Linked DNA regions of Anser cygnoides: regions 1 and 3 are each linked to region 2. A link is a contact called in public Hi-C data. All regions are on one chromosome and are shown on one strand. The core of a region is the stretch at or near the end of the contact, and the rest is flanking DNA. Distances in the headings are between cores, read along the strand shown. Region 1 overlaps CEP112 (centrosomal protein 112). Region 2 has its middle 21 kb from the start of CACNG5. Region 3 holds the start of APOH (apolipoprotein H).

Region 1 (4,875 bases), core at 1,051-3,550, 210 kb after region 2:
CATGGGCTCGTGTTGAATACGGTATTTGTACTTTATATACAGAAATTTCATTAATAGCTTATATCTTAATGATCACTGTTCTACTTTTTCTGTTGTTTCGCTCCTCTGTTATGTTTACTTCCTGTAAGTCATCTTCCAAATCTCATGGTTCTATCTTCTCCCCTTCCTGTTATTTTCCTTTCAGTTACAGACAATATGGAAAATCAATAGGGCAAACAGTTTGGCAAATATAGCAGTGACTGAAAAGAAGGCTTTATAGTGATTTGGTCTGATGATTACCATGGGTACTCAAAGATGGCCCAAAGAGCCCGTTTCCTAAATGATCTCTGTCCATATTTTTGCAACGTTCTTATCTCACTTTATGGTAATAGTATATCCTCTGTAGACTTCGGAAGTAGATAATAGCTATTGTTCTGACATTCTAAACATCTATCAAATAAGCTGATACTCTGATTATGTTTTTCAGACTTCAGATATTATGGTGGCAAAGCACAGTGGTCGCAAGGCAAGAGACAGAATTCATACAAAAATACTTAATTGGGAGAGGGAAGCACAGACAAATGCACAGGCAGGAAGGAAGAAGTGATGTGGTAAAAGACGATGTAGTTGAAGACTCTCAGGCCACATTTTTCTTGAAGTAGATCAGAACAGTTACTATCCCCCTGGAGTTCCTGTGCAGTCTTCTCTTTCCAGTTTCTGTACATCAGCATACAAGAGTGGTATTAATTAATGAAGCTGAGGTAGATTAATCCTCACTGTTTCTATGCAGTTAAAATAAATGGAACATACAATAAGCAAATGACAAAAAACTTGGGGAGAGTAAATGTATAATATTTTTTAAAATATGTTCTCAGATGATAATGCTGAAAGGAACTTCATGTAAAATAGTTTTTAGTGGTTTTTCTCTAGAGAGAATAAAAACAGGAACAAGCATACGGGTGGTAAATTTAAAGAACGTTCTGTTGTTCATGGTCAGAAGTTGGAGGAAATTGAGTAGTGTATCTCTGAAGATCAGCAAGTTTTGTTGTCCTGTGACAAAGAAAGAAAGGTTATGGATTTGATGCATCTTCTTGCAAGCGTGATAGTTCTTCTAATAAAAACTTCTTGGCCTATTTGTCCTGTGTTTCATGATGGCTTCTTTAGGAAATAGCAGAATTTCTTTTTCTCATTAGTCTTTTGAATCTTGGATTACAGATCAGAAGCTGTACTTTTCAAAACTTGAGGATAAAAACTCAGAACTGCTGTCTGTGGGTTTGTTTGCAATAAGTTTGTCCTTGTCTGTACAATCTCTCATTGAGTTTGATTTAATATATTTTGATTTACATCATGCAGTGTTAACGACTAGGACTCTCTTTGCCTGTATCTTGCATGTTTGCCATTAGGACAACACAAAATTTTAAGTATTGTTCATCTGCAGCTGTACACCAGAATCCTGAGTATTTGTATCTGTATCTTGTTCTTGCAATCCATTGGGACAGCCTCTTTGTAAGTTTGCAGGTGCCAGCAAGCTTAAGCAACGTCTGTATTTCCAGTCAACTGGGTATAGAGCTCTTTGTTTTCTATCCAGCTTACAAAGCAAGAAGGTAAAGGGGTGAAATGCATCAGGTTATTAAGTCTTGGTTTCCTTACGGCTTAGAAAAATGTCTCTGCAGTATCAAAAATGTACCAAGCTGGTCAATGAACACTGTTTACATAGGCTTTTTTTTTCTGTCCTATTTTGGTGGGAATCTTAGGTAAATTTAATCTACATTCTATTCTTAAATATTTCCTTTCCTTCAGTTTTTCTTATATAGTGCTACTTTGTACTAATGATCAAGTTCTATGTTCATTTTTACATAGCTGCATTTCAGTCATGAATGGATTTGCCTTTTGTTTGCTTATTTTGACGTTTTAGTTAATGTTTAAACTCTCAAATCCTTGCAGAAAAAAGCACTGTTACAGGTAGCTCTGAATTATGTTCACACCCTAAGTAAGCTCTGTACAAGAGGAAGTGTTTGCTCTCATTCTGTATGAAACTTCTGGTTTGGTTTCACTGCATTATAAATATGCTCATAGGTTTTGTTTCAGAAGACTAAAGCTTTTTGATGTGTTCAGTTATATTTTTCATAAGTGTTATAATTAGCTATGTTTTAAGGACAATTATGTTTATAGTGTACATTTCACATTCCTTCTATCACAGTGCTCAGTCTTGCAGTTTCAAGTTGTTCAGCTGTCATTTTTACAGGTGACAGGCACTCTTGCAAGTTATGTCATGTTAATATTCAGTATTTTGAAACTTTTCCTCTTATGTATCCATTAATTATGCAATTGTAACAGTCATTTAAAGAGCAGTAGTCCTATTTCCAAGTCCTACAACATTAATACTAAGGGGTCTTCTGTTTGCTTATACCCTGATATGACCATGCCGAAATATCATTCAGGCCTAATAATGTGGAGTTGTGCTGATAGAGGTAAATTACTTCTAATACCTAATCTGGCATTGATACCTGTACCATGCCATGTTTGCAGCATTTAAAAAAAAAAAAAAGCATCTAATTGCTCTGAGTTCCTTACTTGTAGTGTCAGCTGGGGTGTTATTTGAATAGGATGTGAGGCAGCATACTCCTCCCTCTGTATCCAGCTTGTGCTTGTCCACTTTTGAGGAAGGCTGAGGCACAAGCCTGCCTACTCCCTCCCTTGTGTTCTTTACTATTTTTTTTTCCTTTTCTCTACCTGGATTATAGTAGGATATTGGAAGCCTGACCCCTTTTCCCCTTCCATATCTGAACCCAATATTTAGCTAGGTCTCTCAAAGTTCCCTGAGATGTGGGCAGGATAGTGAAGCTTTATTTCACTTTTTTTTTTTTTTTTTTATTTGGTACCGTGGGCTTTAGCAATATCTACAGTGGTGATCAACAGCTGGTTTCCAAGGCTCTGGTAAGTTTTCAGGAGACCCATGTTGCCCACTATACCATGCCAGGAGAAGCAAGTAATTGGTTTAATGAGTTCTGGAAGTGAAACCTAGCACTATAGGCATGGTTTTGCTGATGTGTACTCAAGCTGAGTATGGAACTGTGTATAAGGAAACCTGAATTTGTGTTGGCACTTGCAAATTTTGATATCCCTGTAGATTAACAAGAATTAATCTTTAAGGCAGTGAGAAACTATGTTAAATGCGTGAGTTATGTGGGAAGAAATACCAAAGGTGAATGTTTCAGATATTATGTTTCATGGGGACAGTTTCTTTAATACTTATTTACAAGTGTCTATATTAAGATTGTGTTTTTCTTTGAATTTGTAGTTTTGAACGTGCCGTCAGTGCAAGTAAAGAGATTAAGTATAAAAATCTTCTGGAATCTGCAGTTTGTAAAGAGCCAGCAGATGGGGATCTTGTTACGTTTTACTTGTCTCTCTACTTCAGAATGTGTATTAGGAAAGCTGTGTCCATAGGCGTGTGATATATTTAGTTTGATGGAAATTTTATGTTCCAACCATGACTTAATTCTTACAGATGGGCTAAAACATTTTCTCAAGGCGAAACAGATATGCCAGTGAGACATGCTTATGAGTAATTTCTTCATGTTTGTTTATTCGAGATTCTCTCCTCTAAAAGAAGCAGACAAATGCAGAAGCTTTGTTCAATTATTTTTATCTTACAATATACATGCTATGTGTGAAGATCTTGCCTTTTTACATAAGAAGCTGCTTATCTGGCTAAATAAAAAGTATGTTTGCTCTCCTTCCAAGTAAGATTTGTCTAAGACCAAGCAAGCAGATGCTAGAAAGCTGCATCTTTAATATGAAACTTGAGAGAACAGGTTTTAGTAATATGTGGTTAGGTTTGGACAAAAATCTGGCCCTTCTGACTGTAGGAAAATTCTACTGTATTTTTGTAGCATTACAGATTATGCCTCAAAAACATTGTTAAACGTCAGTGTGTGGCTGTGCTATACCGGGAGGAACCAGTGAGTTTCCCTTACTTTGTTCCTAGTAGGAAATTATTTACTAATCTCTTTTATTAGCAGCAAATTGCTTCCTTCTCCCATGCTAGTTCAGTTTTTGCTGAGGCAGGTCAGAGAGCTAGCGTCAGGCCTGACCATTCTTCACTCACCTGCTGTGGAAGGAAAAATAAATAATCTTACATAACATCTTGTGCTTTCTGGAGCCTGACTCAATAGCAGAAAGCTAAAGGGAGTGAATGGGTGGTATACATTTGGAAAGAGTGGAGTTGCAGTCCATCCTTAGTGGTCTTTGCAGAGCCTGTTTATAGAGAAAAAGTGACTGCCTTTTGAGTTCCCTTTCAAAATAGCAAGTGCAGAACTAAGAGTATATCTAATTTTCTTCATTCCTTTTTCCAATTTAAAAATACTACAGGTAGCCTGTTGGCTGGTTTGGATATTTATCTATAGTCCTTAATCTCTCGATGATAGGAGCATGAATTCTTTTCTTTCTTGTTTTAAATGAATGAAACTTTAATTGCTAGGTAACCTGAATGTTGTTTGGAAAAGTCCATTGATAAAAGTGCAGACTTTCAGTGAAAGACAACAAATCTTTGCCTTCTAGTAAGATGATTTTGTGTAAAATGAAATTTTGGTTAAGATATGTATGATTTAGAATGCTACAGAAAGTCATTGTATTACTATGTTTCTTTTCAGCTTTTTTTTTTTTTTTTTACCTCTAAGTCTTTTCTAACTAAACTTATCTAATTTACTGCTAGTAATAGTTACTTTGCATCCATATATGTTGCTCATGTTTACTGGTGCTAGATGGGAAGATATGCTTCCAGTTGTTATATTTCACAATTCCCTGCTGTTGTGATGAAAGCTGGGCTGGTGTGCTTCATGAAAAGCTTGTGTATGTCTTCCTAGAAGTGACTAGTTTATATTGTACATCCAA
Region 2 (4,936 bases), core at 1,097-3,596:
TTCCACCAGGCTCATCCCTGCTGACATGAACAGAGTTTCTGCTGCATTTTTAATTGTGGCAATGTATTTACATGAATAAAATACAGCTCAGTTGGGGATATGACCTACTTTTATACGGAATGATAAAACAACTGAAGGTTTTATTTTTACTGCATTTATTTCAACTGTTCTCTGTCAGACAGATGCTGAAGCAGATCAATAGGAAATCCACAACCGTCAGGCTGCTTTCCTCTGGAAGTGATCACGTTTTGACTGAGATGACTGCGAGCTGCTCCATTTCCATGACGGAGCCTGTAACCTTTGGATCAGTAGAGCAGTTTTGACAGCATATAATTTATACGGGGATAAATTATTTGATGTGGGTGGGGAGAAGGGGTTTTCATGTACATGCTCTGCACTGCTAGTAAGACCCTCTCTGCTTACCTAAATTATGAATAATAATTCTAAATAATATATATTTATACTGTCATCGACAAGCACAGGTCACTCTGAAATTCATTTAGCACTGCAGGAACTGGGGATGCTCTGTCAAAAAAAAAGACCCTGTAATTCCTGCAAAAACAGAACACGCCATTTGCTTTTAAGGGTAAATAGAAGACTGCACTCAGGTATTTGTCCAGCACTGAGGCAAAGCAGTTTTAAAAGCCATGTTATTTTAATGTCCCTGGGGGCCTGTGGGTGGCTCCTGGGGAGGACGAGGTCACCGGTCCCTGCTCTGCCCTCTGTCACTGGCCTCCAAACCCACATAATTCCTGCTTTTGTTCCTTTACCACCTGTCCTGAGTGGGACAAACAGAGTCCCCATCTCACAGGGAAGGGTCACAGTCTGCTCACACACCTTTCCTCCTGCAAGAGCTGGCACAATGGGAGCATGACTGACACCCTGTGCTGGGATGGCAGCATGCTGAGACTGCAGACACGGCTGCTCCTTGCTCATACACGACACAGATAGCTCCCCCTTGCTCTGGAAACAAACCATTTCTCCCCCAGAGGTAAGACCACCCAGCTCATCTCCAGATAAGCAGAATGACATTTGGGTACTTAATCAAATTAACTCTCGTTAATTAAACAACACCTTTCTGCTTTCTTCACAGACTTTCCCCCTCAAGTTGCAGTGGGAAGCTGGCACATGTGAGGATGCCAGGCGGACACGAGGACCTCGAGGTTGTATTTTTGTGAATGAACACCCCATTGAAGACATTATCACTGCAGTAAAAGAAGAAATGAGCAGGCATTTCCCTCTACCACCCTCTCTGCGCCTTCCGTTTCCTCTCCCGCAACGGCCCACCACCAGGTGCTTGCCAACACACACGTGCTCAGCAGAGCACTTTGCTTTTGCTTGGCTCTGGCCACAATCCGCATCCCGTGGGACGTCAGCGTGTGCCTGAGCACTTTGTTGGTTCAGCAGAGCGCTGAACGCAGCCTCACCTGAGTACTGCGTGCAGTTTTGGGCACCACAGTATAAGAACATAAAACTACTAGGAAGTGTCCAAAGCAGGGCTACAAAGATGGTGAAGGGTCTAGAGTAGAAGACACATGAGGAGTAGCTGAGGTCACTTGGTTTGTTTGTCCCAGAGAAGAGGCCTCTGAGGGGAGGCCTCATGGCGGCCTGCAGCCCCCTCACGAGGGGAGCGGAGGGGCAGGCGCTGAGCTCTGCTCTCTGGGGACAGCGACAGGACCCGAGGGAACGGCACGGAGCTGGGACAGGGGAGGGTCAGGCTGGGTGTTAGGGAAAGGGTCTGCACCCAGAGGGTGGTCAGGCACTGGGACAGGCTCACCCGGGAAGCGGCCAAAGCACCGAGCCTGTCAGAGTTCAAGAAACGTTTGCACAACACTCTCAGACACATGGTCTGATTTTTGGGTGGTCCTGTGTGGAGCTAGGCTTTGGACTCGTTGATCCATGTAGGTCCCTTCCAGTTCAGGATATTCTGTGATTCGTCTACATGCAGACTTACAGGTGCTCGATGGTCACTGGGACTAGTTAGGGCAATGTGGACTTTGCTCCAGAACGAGCAATTTAAACAGAAACCAAGCAGGCCTGGCTTGGGCAAACAGGCTGGCTTGCACAGCCCTGCGAGCAGCATGAGCTACAGCAACCTGAGCTTATGCAGCTGCAGGAGTCACCCAGCACCTCCTCTGCACCCTCACACGTGGTTTTCCTCTCAGAAAAGTGAATGCACTCTGCCCTAACATTAAAGATTAAAAGCAGCTGCACCTCATCACAGCCAGAAGATTTATCGGGAGCCGATGTCAAAAATGATCGCTTATTGGGGAATAAACTAGAATGCTGGCACTGTGTATTTTCAAGGCATATAAATCACAACTTGCGTGGGAATAATCCACCTTTCAGTGGAAATGGAGAGAGGGGTGAGGTTTAGGGATTTCTGAGATGATTCAAATAAAAATGCTGGACAGAGCCTGCAGAGCACTGTGGTACAGATTGCCCAGGGCTTGAAAGCATCCTGGTAGAGCCAAGATATTTATCAAGTACAGCCCTCGGGACTGGAGTCTGGCAACACAGCCAAGTGGGGCTAATCTTTTGGTTGAAATACTGCTGCAAATAATCTGCAGATAATAATAAATTCATTTTTCCCCCTACAAAGTGAATTGGCCAGAGGCTCAGGGATGAAGTGGTGTGAAAACAAGAGAAAGGGAGGAGGCTGGCACACGACCAGAGGTGCTCTGACCTGCACCAGCGATGGGCACCAGGTCAGGGATGTTGACAGCGTCGCAACCTCTTCATGTTTGCTCTGGGTTCACCTTCATGGCACAATCCAGCACAGCGGGCCGCCTAAAGGTTCTTTCACGTGCCACCCAAAAAGAGCTGGGGACATGGCTATCAGAGGACCCTGCACCACGCCGCCCCAAATCAATGTGGTCTGCAGGTCTGGCACACATCTGCAGCCCCGGGGGAGGACTGGGTGATGGGCAGTCCCATGCCATAAGGAACAACCTCTCCAGTCCTTTAAAATTGTTGCATCATGGTTTAAAATCAAAGGCACACAGGGTGATCACTGCAGCCATCGCCTGCCCTTTATAACCGCTGCCCACTGAGATCCTCATGATCCAAAATGCCAGGCATATAAAACCTTACACAAAAAGAAAGCAAAGAGGCAGATCTTCCCTTTCTATAAGGTACTGTATCCATGGGAACAGGATGCAGTTTGATAGCCACAAAATAGTGACAGACAGGAGACCTGCAGTGCAGGGGCAGAGGTCAGCAGAGCACCCTGACCACAGCGGGGCACAGGTGGCACCTGCTAGGCACCCAGGGTGCTGGGGATACCCTCCTCTGCACCCCACACGTCACAACTTCATCATATACGGGAGAGCTGTGGTGCAGACAGAAAAGTTAAAGAGCTGCTGTGGTCCTCAGAGAAAGGAGAGAGAGTGGAACAAAGGCGGCCTGGGCAGCAAGCGATGCTGCAGAGGGGTACAGAAGAGCCCAGCAGGAGGCCCTGGAACTGCAAAAGTGGGGAGGAAAACGCTGCTGCTTCTAGTTAAGGATGATGTCAGGCTTCTATCTCATTTTATTTTTTTATTCTGAAATAAATACATCTCGTAAGAAAAGAAGAAGGGAAAAAAAATACTCTCAATTACTTCTTCCCTTAGTGGAGGGCTATTGACCTGGGTGGCTGTTTGCCTGCTCACACAGCGCTCCCACCACGCACGCACCGGTTCTGCATCATTAACAAGCTAACAGCAGGGAGGAACAAGGCTATTTAATTTCTTAGCATACCTTGAATAGCCCATGGGGCTAACTCATGTTTGGGAAAATGAATACACAATGCTGACAAATAGCATTTATAAGGCAGAACAAGGGCTCACAAGCAGGGCTCTCTGCACTGGAAACCACCAACCTGCACACAGCATTCCCACTCCTCACCCTGCACAGTGACACTTGGCTGAAACCCACCTAAACACAGGTCTCTTTGGGGCTGGTCAGTGTGGATGCAAGGGCTCAGGTCCCCAGCCCTGCTTCTGTGGAGACAGCAGCAAGGTTTGACTGGAGTTCACTCTCCCTGGGCCTGCTACAGCAGCAGCTTCATGCATCAGAGCAGGGCTCGGTTGCTCCAAAACTTGCCCAAACCTCCCCACCCCACAGCAACAGCTTCACAAGCTTCCAGCCCAGCAGCATGCCCAGTCTGCACCCCTGCAGGTTTGGGGTTCCTTCCTTACCTTTACCTCCCCAGTGGCTCTCCATGTCCACTAGCAGTGCAGGTGCAAGAGAACAGCACTGGAGGGCATTTCAGCCACATTTTTATATATCTACATAGATACTTCTTCCACTGCGCGGAAAGGAGCTCTGGAGCTATAAGCTGCTAGAGCAGCAAATGAAGCAGAGCGTGCCCCAGCACAGCCTCGTTATTCCCAGCTGCTTAATTATTGCTCACAACTGGTCTCTAATGATCCTCTTGTATCCTCACCTCACAATTCAATGAGGTTTTTTAGGCCTCTCCTAACTAACAGCAGCCTGAGCTGCTCACTGCAGGGCCCTATTCCCCCCAGGGTGCGGGGACACCTCTGTGACAAGGGGCAGGACGCAGAGCCTGTGTGCTGGGAGAGGGGAGCTTCCATTGCCCAGGAGATACCAGCCAGAAGATGCCTCCTGGGATGTCCTCGCTGGCGTTACACAGAGGGGCTGTGACTGAAAACAAACCCAAACATGTAATCCTGGGATTCTCTGATTCCAGGAAGAAGCTGCAGAGTTCAGCAGGGGCAGGGAGCACAGCAAGCTGGGTGTGGATCAGGCAGCACTGGAGTTTTTTTTAACGTTTAATCCCAGTAATTTGCTCTAACATTATGGTTCAAGCACCCACGGCCATGTGCACAAAGGGTCTGATACCAGTGTCGGTCATGCAAAACATGAGATTTTTTTCTTCAAAGGGTGCAAATGGTTCTCTATGAAGCATCACAAGAGCAATTACCTTCCTGCA
Region 3 (4,776 bases), core at 387-2,886, 190 kb after region 2:
TACTTAAGTATTTCTCTTTCAATTTCATATGCAATTATTCAAAGTTTTACTTCCAATTTTAGAAGTAGCATAAGTTATCACACACAACCGATATTCAAACTGCATGCAAAGATCGTCATGCCCTTCATTCAACCCACTTTTTCTATTATGTCTCCCTGTCTCTTAAAGTAGCATAAGAAAAACTTTTCAGCTCAAGTTTATGGCTGTAAGGTAGATGGCAGAGTACATTCTGCCATCTGGTGAGCACAGTGGGAAGTGCTCACATGGTCAGCATGTAAACGGATAAAATTGTGCCCATCTATTCCTGGGCTATTTTAAACACAGAAAAGAATGCAGTCAGAATAGCAGGCGGATCTAAGGAAGGATTTAAACCAAAGGCAAGAAAGTTCACTACAGCATTGCAGTGTGGTGGGAAGGGAAAACTGAAATACTTGTGAAATTTTGTAGAGGAAGAATTAGGCTGTGACAAATGGAAAAATAATCAGATGTAAATACAGAAAATAAAGTCTATATTTCTTGGTTGATTTAGCAGTTGTACTTTGCCCTTTGGCACTGTGTGTTTGGTAAATATTTTGAGCAAGACATTCATATCACTTTCTTTCTGAGAAGACTAGCATGATCCTAATCATTTAATGTTGTGGCTAAAGTTTGTGTTTTACATGCAAACAGGGAAACTTCATGAAGCAAAAATAAACAAACTATTTAAGATCTCAGCAATAAGGGTTTGACATAACCTAGCTTCTCGTTTGAGCTTCAAATGTCCCTCACTCCCCCTCGCAGGCTGTGAGTCAGCGGGGAAGGAGGATACTTAGATTAGAAACACCAAACTGTGGAACAATGATTACACAAATGTTATTTTGGTTGCACTTGAGATGTTCCTGCAGTTAAAAATCTGCTAAATTAGGAGGATTGCAGTGATCAGAACATCAGCTGATAGCTGTGAAGTTTTGACTTGATGACCCCAAATGGGGGAATCAAAACAAGTTTTTATACCACCCAAAACCATGACTCAAATATGAGCCCTTATCACAAATAAGCACAATCTAGAACAATTATTTCACTTTTTTGGCAGCACTGGCATGGCGACCCTTCTCTATACTACTTCTCCAGTAGTTAACTGGTTATCCATTAATTGAAAGATGACAACTGACAACGTGAATCAGATAAAACAGGCCCACGAAGCCTGAAGTTTCAGGCCACATCATCATCTAAATCATTATTAAGCCGGTATTATCACTGGAGGCATATAACACCGCCAATGTCACTGCAATGCTAACCGTTTTGCCTTAAAAAGATCTTTATAACTCTCAGCACTCTTTGGTACATGAAAACGTACAAGCTCAAGTGAGAAACAAAAGCTTCTCAGTGACAGTTCTATTATTTGATCCAATATTGAATTCCAAGCATCCTCATCCTTTAGAGATGCTGAGAAAATAATGTTGTTTTCTCAAAGCCATCAGTCCCAACAGGAGATGCTTTGCAGAAACAACTGGAGCGGAGATGTTTGCAGCCAAGACTGCTGTTTGAATTCCTGCATTATGTACCAGCGCAACATGTGACGGTTATTTCATCCTTTATTCCAGCTACACAAGGACCCTTTTATCTTCTGTTTACCAGGGTGGGAATAAATACAAAGAGTTAATATGTAACCACCCTTTTGTGGCTGCCTTTATTTTTAGGGAAAGAAACGCTGGATTGAGGGTCATTCGGGAAACTGGTGGACCAGCAGCAATGTACTCCCTGGTGCTGGTCGTGTGTGCGGCTGCTCTGACCCACTCTGCTCTTGCAGCAAGAGGTAAGCGTCTTCCACTTTCCAATAGCCACCGCTACCATGGGGCGTGAGGGAGGGAATCTGGAGAAAGCGACGGAACTATAAAGCCTTTGGATAGTTCTGGTCAAGTGTTTTTGAATGGGAGTTCTCTGAAAGCTGTTTCTTGTCTTTTTTCACTTCCTTTCCTTCATCTCTACAGCGAGGGGAATTTCTGACCCCACCAAACCAACTTAGATTAAAAATGAAATGCTTTAGTTTGTTTCTAAGTCCCCCTCGCCCCATTTTTTCCCCTATATCATTTACCATAATTGCCTCACTTTGAAGAACACCTCATAAATCCAAGGAAAAGCACTTTTTTTCCTCTTAAGTCTAACTGGAGCCACGATAGAGCTGCCAGAGAGAAGGGAAAGAATACATTTTTTCCTTGCCGATGCTTACTGCAGCCCTCCCTTGCCTCAGTAAGTCAGGTACCTGTAGACACCAGAAGAACACTTAGCTCAGCATAGGGACATCCAACAGCTGGCTATAATACAGGAACTTGTGCTTCCAGTTTAGAGGTAAGAATATCTCAAACTTCCTGCCCACTTATTTTTCATTTTTTTTTTATAAAGTGTCTCCTCTCTTCCAGTCTGTTCCAAGCCACCAGAAGTGCTCTTCGCCACAATCAATGTGGTCAAAACCGTGTACGACGTGGGTGAGGAAATCGAGTACACCTGCAGGCCGGGGTTTGTCCCCAACAATGGCCAGAGGAAATACACCTGCCAGCCCACCGGCAAGTGGCCTCTCAACACGCTCCTGTGCCTGCGTAAGTAAAACAAAGTAGAACTTACCCCCAAATTTTGCACCACCTTGTTGACATACCATGTGCTGAGCTGAAAAGGGTATTTTATAGTCCATGTGATGGATCTGATATGTTAAAACTGATATGTTTTTGTTCTCTGGTTGTTCTTTCCTTGCATTTCTAAGTTTTCTATATAAAAGCAAACGCAGAAGCCATCTTGCTCCCTGCAAAGCCGCTGCCTCCTGCCAAGGAGTTGTGTGCTTTGCTGTATTTTGGGTGCTTTTTTGTTATTGCTTTCCTGAGTCAAAATAGGTAAAAAACTTAGATTGCTCTAAGCTTTCTCCTGAAAAATAAATAGTCATCAGAAGACAAACTGGGTGTGGAGGTGAAAAGAGAAAGGTGGAAAAAAGGTGGAAAAGAGAGGTGGAAAGAGGTGAAAGCAACAGGAGAAGGAGCTTACCATAACTTTCCCTTATGCCTCTGCTGCCAGAGAGTGATACAGACTGGATCCAGACAAAGCAAACCTTAATCTGGCTCAGCCCAGCAGTGCTTGTACTCTAAGTGATGCAGATTGGTTGGTAACATTATCTGCCTTTATTGTATCCATTGCCACTCATTTTTATCATTTAATTGCAGACAATCATTAAAAGTGAATTAATCATGAAATTTTTGAAGCTACCTTTACTATGTTTTAATAGAGACATATAATATTTACACTTAGGAAACGTAGCATACAAAAGTGGAAAAAATTGAAAGGCACCCAGACCCCTTTATGACCAACTTGTTTCCACTATCCTAGCTTCATGCCTTGTGAAATAATAGTATCCTTTTTATCTTTAATTAACAGCAAAGAGATGTCCCACTCCTGGACAGCTGCAGCATGGAAAAATTGATTTTATAGACTCTTATTACCAGAGTTCTTTAAGTTTTTCGTGTGAACCAGGGTAAGCACTCCCTTTCTTAGGCTGCTAAATAAGTGATCTAAATCACAGCATTACACTCTACTATCACCTGTTGGAGCATTACAAGCCAGGGAACTTAGAAAATACCACCTTAAACCCACCTGAACTTCAGACACTTAAAAATGCCATATTTAGCGATCCTTTACTGTTCAAACTCAATTATTACATCCCAGGGCTTTGTTACTCCAAAGCAACATCTTACAGACAGGAAAACCATCAAAATAGCAGAGATTTTGTACAAAGACTTATTCCAGACCTCTTTCCCCTGCTTTTTAAATCCTCTTATTACATCATGAGATGAAATCCTACAGCAAAGAAAGGATAATCACTGTCTAAGTTGTTATGCTGTCAGGCTCTGGAGACTGAAAATTTTGTTTCTGTGTCCTTCCAAGCTCAGTAAATGAAAACATGAGATTAATCCTCACTTAGTCCCTAGACCAAATGCACTTTTACTGAAGGCTGCTTACTGATTCCAGAAACAAGGATGCATTTAAAGAAATAGAGTTATGATAAATGCAGGGATATAGTTGATAACAGCATACAGTCATTCTACTTGGTGAGTAATTAATAAATAGTGCATACCTAGGAAGAGCCTAAGTGAGCCACAGTCTGGAGTTCACTGAAGAACATCAGTAGCCTCAGTTACTCCTTCCTCTGCAGGAGCAAGAGAAGGAATAAATAAATTCAGCTCTGACATCAAGTGTAGCTAAGGGACTTGAATTGATTTAATTTTGTTAATGATATTTACTAGGCTTCAGCTGTGTGATATTGAAATGATAAATATAGAGGGAGCATTTCTTTAAAACTCAGTGTAAGTAAGTTAGTAGTAACATGCGTACAGAGAACTGGAGAAGCACTTAAAGGGAGTGCATATGTAAATTAAACTGGACTTTCTGATATTATAGTAAAATAAAGCTCTTCAGTACCTTTAGGTATTGAGTGCTGAGGTTGTTACAAATAGACTGATCCTAATTGCCCTAAACAACTGGAATTTCTCCTGAGAACCTATAACACTAACATCATTGATCAAAGATCAATGCTCGCTATTTACGTATATCCACAATATTAACCAGCTGTATAAATTATTGTAACATCAAAATAGAATATTGAGTTGAAAGTACAAAACATCTTTTTTCATCAAGTATTCTTTCTAGAAAATTTTAATACCTGAATATTAACAATTTTTCATATTTGAATCTAAACTTCCTTTGAGGTTAATAAGTGCTTGAATCAGAGAAGGATTTCAGAACTGGACTCTTTTT

The links. Hi-C and Micro-C count contacts between places; a contact is called where the count stands out from the background.
Region 1: a Hi-C map of liver shows a contact between it and region 2, with 3 times the contacts expected there. The contact joins two enhancer-like sites. A contact is called at or near these places in 2 of 7 Hi-C or Micro-C datasets (both in liver).
Region 3: a Hi-C map of liver shows a contact between it and region 2, with 5 times the contacts expected there. The contact joins the promoter of APOH here to the enhancer-like site in region 2. A contact is called at or near these places in 4 of 7 Hi-C or Micro-C datasets (granulosa cells and liver).

Annotation. Positions count from the first base shown.
Region 1 is chr19:9,825,146-9,830,020 of Taihu_goose_T2T_genome, forward strand. CEP112 (centrosomal protein 112) reads left to right here. Exons shown (of 26, transcript XM_048064340.2): 5 at 467-505. Among named protein-coding and RNA genes, the nearest start is that of CEP112, 6.0 kb to the left of the region's middle. Within about 2 kb of position 2,301, at least 1 of the 3 cell types and tissues checked has open chromatin away from gene starts, as enhancers often do. A contact at or near this core is called in liver, where this site is marked.
Region 2 is chr19:9,614,290-9,619,225 of Taihu_goose_T2T_genome, forward strand. No RefSeq gene overlaps it. Among named protein-coding and RNA genes, the nearest start is that of CACNG5, 21 kb to the right of the region's middle. Within about 2 kb of position 2,347, at least 2 of the 3 cell types and tissues checked have open chromatin away from gene starts, as enhancers often do. A contact at or near this core is called in liver, where this site is marked.
Region 3 is chr19:9,809,141-9,813,916 of Taihu_goose_T2T_genome, forward strand. APOH (apolipoprotein H) reads left to right here and starts at 1,637. Exons shown (of 8, transcript XM_013178943.3): 1 at 1,637-1,795; 2 at 2,400-2,576; 3 at 3,400-3,496. The coding sequence starts at 1,732.